Linked DNA regions of Mus musculus: region 2 is linked to region 1. Evidence: chromatin contacts called from public Hi-C data. All regions are on one chromosome and are shown on one strand. The core of a region is the stretch at or near the end of the contact, and the rest is flanking DNA. Distances in the headings are between cores, read along the strand shown. Region 1 has its middle 31 kb from the start of 4922502B01Rik. Region 2 has its middle 44 kb from the start of Gm35145.

Evidence for each region. Hi-C and Micro-C count contacts between places; a contact is called where the count stands out from the background.
Region 2: a Hi-C map of the N1E-115 cell line shows a contact between it and region 1, with 5 times the contacts expected there. The contact joins two enhancer-like sites. A contact is called at or near these places in 5 of 39 promoter capture datasets (cranial neural crest, embryonic stem cells, liver and 1 more), 6 of 484 Hi-C or Micro-C datasets (the N1E-115 cell line, cerebral cortex, nephron progenitors and 3 more), 2 of 115 datasets of contacts at active chromatin or transcription factors (differentiating embryonic stem cells and embryonic forebrain) and 1 of 9 other capture datasets (embryonic stem cells).

The regions. Positions count from the first base shown.
Region 1 is chr8:109,278,720-109,282,218 of GRCm38.p6, forward strand. No RefSeq gene overlaps it. Among named protein-coding and RNA genes, the nearest start is that of 4922502B01Rik, 31 kb to the left of the region's middle. Within about 2 kb of position 1,997, at least 7 of the 459 cell types and tissues checked have an H3K27ac peak or open chromatin away from gene starts, as enhancers often do. A contact at or near this core is called in the N1E-115 cell line, where this site is marked.
Region 2 is chr8:109,415,862-109,419,360 of GRCm38.p6, forward strand. It overlaps a transcript of Pmfbp1 not described here. Among named protein-coding and RNA genes, the nearest start is that of Gm35145, 44 kb to the right of the region's middle. Within about 2 kb of position 1,565, at least 67 of the 459 cell types and tissues checked have an H3K27ac peak or open chromatin away from gene starts, as enhancers often do. A contact at or near this core is called in the N1E-115 cell line, where this site is marked.

The DNA.
Region 1 (3,499 bases), core at 747-3,246:
TTTTACATCCATATTATTTTCTACTTCACAGGTTCCCCAATCTCTTCCTCCAACTTCCTGTCTCATGCATTCATTTAACTCTTCCTAGGATGGCCCTGTCCTCTGCAGTATATAGCCACAAATAGCCTCCAATGTGCAGGGATGAACTGTAGACCAGAAGGGTTTGCTTTTAAGCTGAATATTTCTTTCTGCAGACCTAACAGTTTAAAGATACTGTTTCATGATTTAGTGTGTGTGTGTGTGTGTGTGTGTGTGTGTGTGTGTATCCACTCATTCATTTTGTAGGATGTTTAATCTATACTTTACACTTTAATTTCTAGACATAATCACTACTAATCTGCCCCCCCCCAATTCTGTGTAATCTTTGTACTTTTTAAAAATCACCAGTTTGTGGATGTCCTATGGTGAAATGACTCTTAAAGAACTATCTCAGAATATTAAGAAGATAGGTGCATCTATATTTTCACTAGCCATAGTTTGCACTTTTCTGTGTCCGAAAGATTATAGTTCCAAGCAAGGATCCTAAAAGGTGCACCCCTGCACCCCTCAAACAGCTGCTCAGTCACAGGAGCACGGCAGAATTTGTTAAATTTCTGAGAGAAACACAGCGACACCTGTTGGGCGTGACCTAAACTACAGCCGTGGGAAAAGGCTTTCAGCCTACAAGAGCCATAAGAAACAGAGGACCCTGGGTAAAATTGTGGATTATCTTCCCTGGACAATTGAAAAATCTTTTTGTATCAAGGTATGATGTTGATCAAGCTCAACACATTACTCAGTGTTTGATAAGGAATTATTAAAGAAAATTAAATTTGTATGAAACACATCTTTTAATGAGATACACGTTTCTCACAATGGATGCCTCTGTAGATGAATTTTCCTGAACCAAATTGATTTTATTTGCTCATCTTCCTGTTTAAATGGCTTTTCCCTTTGGTTGATTGCTTGGCTTTTGTTTTTGAGGTGAATTTAACTACATAGAACAGGCTTGTTTGGAACGCCCTGTGGAACCCAAGTTAACCTTGAACTCGTGGTGTGCTTGCCTCAGTTTCTCAAGTACCAGGATTGCAGGCATCCACCACTTCAACCAATGGGAAGTGTGTGTGTGTGTGTGTGTGTGTGTGTGTCTGTGTGTGTGTATGTGTGTGTCTGTGTGTGTGTATGTGTGTGTGTCTGTGTGTGTATGTGTGTGTCTGTGTGTGTGTCTCTGTGTGTGTGTGTGTGTATGTGTGTGTGTGTGTGTATGTGTGTGTGTATGTGTGTATGTGTGTGTGCGAGTGTGTGTGTACATGCTTACTGATAAAATTGCTGAAACCTGTTGGTAAGCCATGCAAGTGGATAGAAATAAGAAAAGATTTATCAAAAGCATTACCATAATTCTTTTAAGTCCACTTTTGAATTACACACCAAAGAGATAGGCAAAGAACTATAAAGCTGCTTTTCTTATAGGATTTATTGTCTAGACCCGTGCCTGTCAGGAGTCATTAGTCACATGTGGCTATTGGAACTTAACTGAATTAAAATGAAATAAAGCATAAAAGTCCATTCCTTCCTTCTATTAGCCGTGTTGAGCTAATGGCTACGATGTTGAAATGTTGAGTGCAGACAGACACATCCGTCTTTGCAGGAGGTTCTGTAGGACAATGTTGATCATCTGTACAGTGAAGTCATCTTCCTTGGCAATTACTATTTTACGTACTGCAGTGTACTAAATAGGTACTATTTTCTATGCTGGGGTAAATATAGCGTGGTGTTTTTTAACTCCCTCCTCTCTCTCTCTCTCTCTCTCTCTCTCTCTCTCTCTCTCTGTGTGTGTGTGTGTGTGTGTGTGTGTGTGTGTGTGTGTGTACATATGCACCCCTGTATCTGAGTGTGATTGTGCACAAGCCATACCCTGAAAGCAGAGGTCAGATGCCAAGCTTGGGTGTTAGTGCTTATCCTTCACCTTGTTTGAGACAGGATCTCCCATTGGTCGCTGCTGTGTAGAGTTTGTGACAGGATCTCCCATTGGTCACTGTGTATAGTTTGAGACGGGATCTCCCATTGGTCACTGCTGTGTATAGTTTGTGACAGGATCTCCCATTGGTCACTGCTGTGTAGAGCAGGCCAGCTGGCCTGTAGTTTCTAATGATTCTCATAAGGGTACAAGGATTAGAGTCAGGTGGCTATATGTAGGTTCAGGAGCTCTGAACCAAGTTCTTGAATTTATACAGGTGATCTAACCACTGAGTCATATCCCCAGACCTGTTTTTTTTTTTTTCATCTTAATAGCCATATTATCATACCTGAAAATTCAGTTGTTTGCCTGTTTTTGCTCACCTTTATGTTTTAAGTTTTTATTTATTGATTTATGTAGCTCTGTTCATTTTACTCTGGAAGGAATACCCACTGTACAAATATACTGTTATCCGTTTTCTCACAGGGATAGATTTTTCCATTGTTGTTTTTACAGTAATGATGCTCAGAAATTCCTGCTATTACCTCCCCAACCCCATGTGCAAATGTCTGTAGGATATAAACACAACTATTGAATGTCTAGGCTATAGGATATTTCCATCTTATTCAGTAGATAATATCAAATTGTGTTTAAAAGTGACTAGACTATTCTACACTCAGATTGTCAGCATTTATGAGTTTTGAGTTAATCATGTATTATTTTTTAAATAAAGTTGGCTATACCCAGCAGAAACAAACAGAAGTATGGTAATAGCTCACAAAAGAAATACCTTTATGTAGCTAAAATGTAGAGAGTCAGCGTAGAGAGTAAGGGGTTGGGGGGGATCCTGATCTTGGCGCTTTTTTCTCGCACTTTCTCGATGTGTGGTCTGTCGCTTCCTTGTCTAGGGAAGCTGTTTAGTTTCCAGCCTTTGTGTTTGCATTTAGTCACTGAGGGGGAAGAAGAGAGAAACAGCCTTATATTCTTCTTCTTGACAATAAGGACATTTCCTAGAACTTGAGAATTGATGTATGCTTGTAATCTGTTAGCTAGATCTTCATCAAACGGGCACAGCTTCGGAAGCAGTTCAACAGCAGCTAGCTGTCTGCCCAGGCAACACTCAGTGCGCTTGCGTGGTTGCTTGGTTGATTGGTTGGCTGGTGTTTCGTTTTGTTTTGCCTAGTACAGAAGTTCAGAAAGATCGGGGAACAGAAACCACACCTTTCCTCTCTGCGCTTTCCTCTCTTTGTCCTGCCTGATCTTCTTCTTGCTCCTCGTAGTCATGTTAGGTCTCTGGAGGGGACGGGGAGGTGTCAGAAAGCTGATTCCGCATTCCTTCTCAGCAGAAGGCCCCTGATAAGGTGTTGTCCTCGCGTGGGTATGATGCTAGGTCTAGCATCTACTCTGATCTCACCAGAGGCTGAGTTACTGTTTTCCTATCAATAGGCACTGTATGGGAGTAGATGGTTTGAGGCTTTCTCGCCAACTTTCCCTCCATTCATTTTTGCAACCGTAAATGACTAGCCTACTTCACCACTCTTATTTTGCTACTCAATATTTTAT
Region 2 (3,499 bases), core at 315-2,814, 140 kb after region 1:
ATGGGGTGGGGGTGGTCATGGAGGTGCTCTGTACCTGAAGGCAGAAATAAGAATGGGGAGGGGGGAGGATACAAGAAGTAGCAAGCCCCCGTGTACCAACCACACCTAGAAAATCACAACGAGTTGTTTTCACGAATCCATTTGCGAGACGGCAGTGAACAGGAAGCCATTCTTATCACTAGATCCCTGTGTGGTGTGACAGCAGCTGGTTCCCCTGCCCTGCCAGCAAATAAGACCTCCAAATCCTCCCAGAGCGCGGCAGGTAGCATCCGTGTGCGGCAGAGCATTTAAATTCACTCGGCACTCCTCTGTAAAAGGCCACCATTGACCGGTACATGGCACTGCCAACCAACATCACCTAAACAGATGGAATAACTGCCAATGGAATTTGTGTTTTAATCACATTAATGTATTTGGCAGGGAGATCCACCTAAGTACACATTTCAAAGTCTGCCTTTGATCTGAGCCCCTTTGGGGCATTTTCCATGACTGATAAACTCCTCCTCTGAGTTCATAGACAAATGATGGAAATTGTGGGTTTTTTTTGGTTTTTTTTTTTTTTTTTTTTAAGAAAGGGAGAAGGAAGCCAGACACCCACGTCCCATCTGGCCTCTCCGTCTCTTGGGGGATGAGAAGCTCCGAGATTCAGGACATCTCACTCTCCTCTCACCTGCCTGGGCAGCTCCCTAAGAAGGGCTCCCTGAAAAGGACACTACTGCCCACCCAGTCCCTTCTCCCCCTTGAACACAGAGACACACATACATGCTTGATACAGAATCCACGGTCTCTGCGAGGCTCCTTCTGCTATTTTACAGACGCCTGTTTGGATGCTTGTGGAAAGCCTGCTGCCAACAGCTTCCCTCAGCATCTGCCCCTCTAGCCCATCACACATGTCTTGCTTAGCTTTCTAATATACCGTGATGGAAATCAGAAGCTGCGCTTTGAATGAAAACGCTCTAATTGTGCGATCATTCCTTCTAACTGTTCCACCGTGAGTCAGGCTCAGTACAGACACACAGACAAAACCAAGCCCTGTTGAACTTGGCAGTTTCCGCTCTTCCGGAGACGCAAAGGGCAGAAGGTCATAAGCAAAGTGTGATGGCTACTGAGGGGAAAAGCTGCTACATACAGATTCCCCGCTCAGACGCAGCTCCACCTTGCCTGCTCTTGAAATGGATCATCAGCTACGTCCCTTCCCCACTTAGGATAAAGAGATCTGAGGAGGTTTTTAATTCTCAGATGAATTTTCTTGTTTGTTTGTTTGGTGGATTTTCCCCCCTTCTTTCTCCTCCACAGAACACAACTAGCAAATGATTGGATCTTTGACAGAACAAAGGTATTTTTGATGGCTCTGTAATCTAGTGCGCTAATGTTCCCAGTCCCCTCATTGTCTTGCTGTCTGATCCTATCCCTTCTGCCAGACAGTCACTGCGGGATGAGTCACTTTTAATGTCTGATAATCAAGGTGAATTTTCAAAAAGCTGCCATTTTGGAATTATGCACTATATCCCAGTGTCAGGGACTAGAAAAGAAAGTGAAGGGATAAGGAAGGCTAAGATAGACACCTACTGTATGTTTGGAGAACTGCAGGACCCAGCCAACGTGGTACCAGATAAGATGTGTCTGGAGGGTCCAAGTCGATCAAGGCATACATGATGAGACAGAGACTATGTTAATTATAAATTAAAAATAACTTCTATGATAATGAAGATTATATGCACAGGAGAAAACGTCTTAGTTAAAACAGACTAGAAGGATAGAATTAAAACGCAGCCATTTGGGGCCATGGATTCTGTACCTACTGAATATATTGTGGTCTATTAAATAACCTAATACAAACTTAACATTTGAAAAAGAATAGAAGGGAATTGTAGTAGTCTCCGTGGAAGCTGTATTGTCTGCTGTCCTTACTTAAAGCGCTATCTGCTAAGAACATTACCTAGCTGATGAACACAGCCTCTCTCCAACCACGGAGATGAGATATTTCTAGAATCATTTAAAGAAATACCCACCCTACTCCCCAACAACAACAACAACAAACAAACAAACAAACAAAAAACCCACCAAGCCCAGTGAACTAGCCAGAGGGATGCTAAAAACCCAAGGCAAACAAAGGGTATCAGACACTCTTTCCGGGTTTTGGCTCTTCAAGTATAGGGTGGTCATTGTCTCCTCTGAGGTAATTAACTAGAGCCACGGCTCCAAATTGTAGACCTTGTTTTTCATTGTGGGCGTTGTGCTAAGTGGTGGGGTGGCTGAAGGAAGGCGATCTGAGCATAGCCCGCGAGTTCCGTTTATTATCTGGAGACGTGAGCACTATAAATAGAGCCAGGCTGTTTTGACTAGGGAAATGCTGTCCTCCTCACAGCCAGGGGATGCTGGGGAGCAGACGCTGAAGCTTCAAAGCTTTGTCCTGCTTTAGAAAAGCGTGAGGTTTTTCATGGCTGTTTCAGTGGCTGGTCGGAGAGTCTGCAGGCGCTTTATCTGTCCTGGGGGAAGGAAGAAATGGCATTTCAGAGGATGCTATTTTATACCTGTGATGGATGCTTACATGTGTTCTCCAACAGAGGCATCTAAATACCCTGGCATCCTCTGTGTACAAGTTGTATTTACAGATTATTACACTTATATTATCTACAGTGGTTACCACTAATCCTCTGTGTGTGTGTGTGTGTGTGTGTGTGTGTGTGTGTGTGTGTGTGTGTGTGTTGGGGGGGTAACAGAGAGACACACATATAAGCGCACACACATATGAGCACACATATGCTATAATCCCATAAAATGGCTATAAAATAGGCACATGAAGAAAATTTGTCGTTGCTGCATGGCTGTTATAGTGCACATAAAAGAAGATTTAAAAGCCAGAGAGTATTTGAGCTGTAAGCAAGTCCTTAGAGGTCATTTGGTACAGTCCTAATTGTAGTAAGATGGCAGAAAAGTGACTTGTCCTGTGACACTCAGTCAGAGGTCAGCAGGTGCCAGGCTAATGCCGAGGTCCTTTCTCTCAGCTCGGCACACATTTCTGTTGCCACGCACCCTCGGCAGCGTGGCTAGTCATGATTCCAGCAAAGACACCCGGAGGAAGAAAGAAAAACCCCCAGAGAGTCGCACATTTATAATCTTGAAATACAGGAATGAAATGAAACATAGTATGAATTAAAATTTTTTAAAAAAGCAAGATGGGAAAGAACATACATGTATCTGACAGACAGAACCTTCTCTACCTCAGCCAGCATTTGATACGAAGGCAGAATTGTCCTTATCTTACTAACAGAGACATTTGGAGCTGGCAAAGAAAGTGGGTGCTTCTGGCACAAATGATAGAGCTTTCTTCTTCTCCATATGTGCTTTCAGCGAGAATGTCAGACTCTCTAGGCCCCAGACTACCAGACACAGCAGACACCAGGAAGAAAACAGGACTTCCTTTTACTTCTAGACTAAATCCTTAGCAGGTGTAGATAGCCTTGCTCTCTGTTCAAAGTCTGCCTGCTGTAATCTG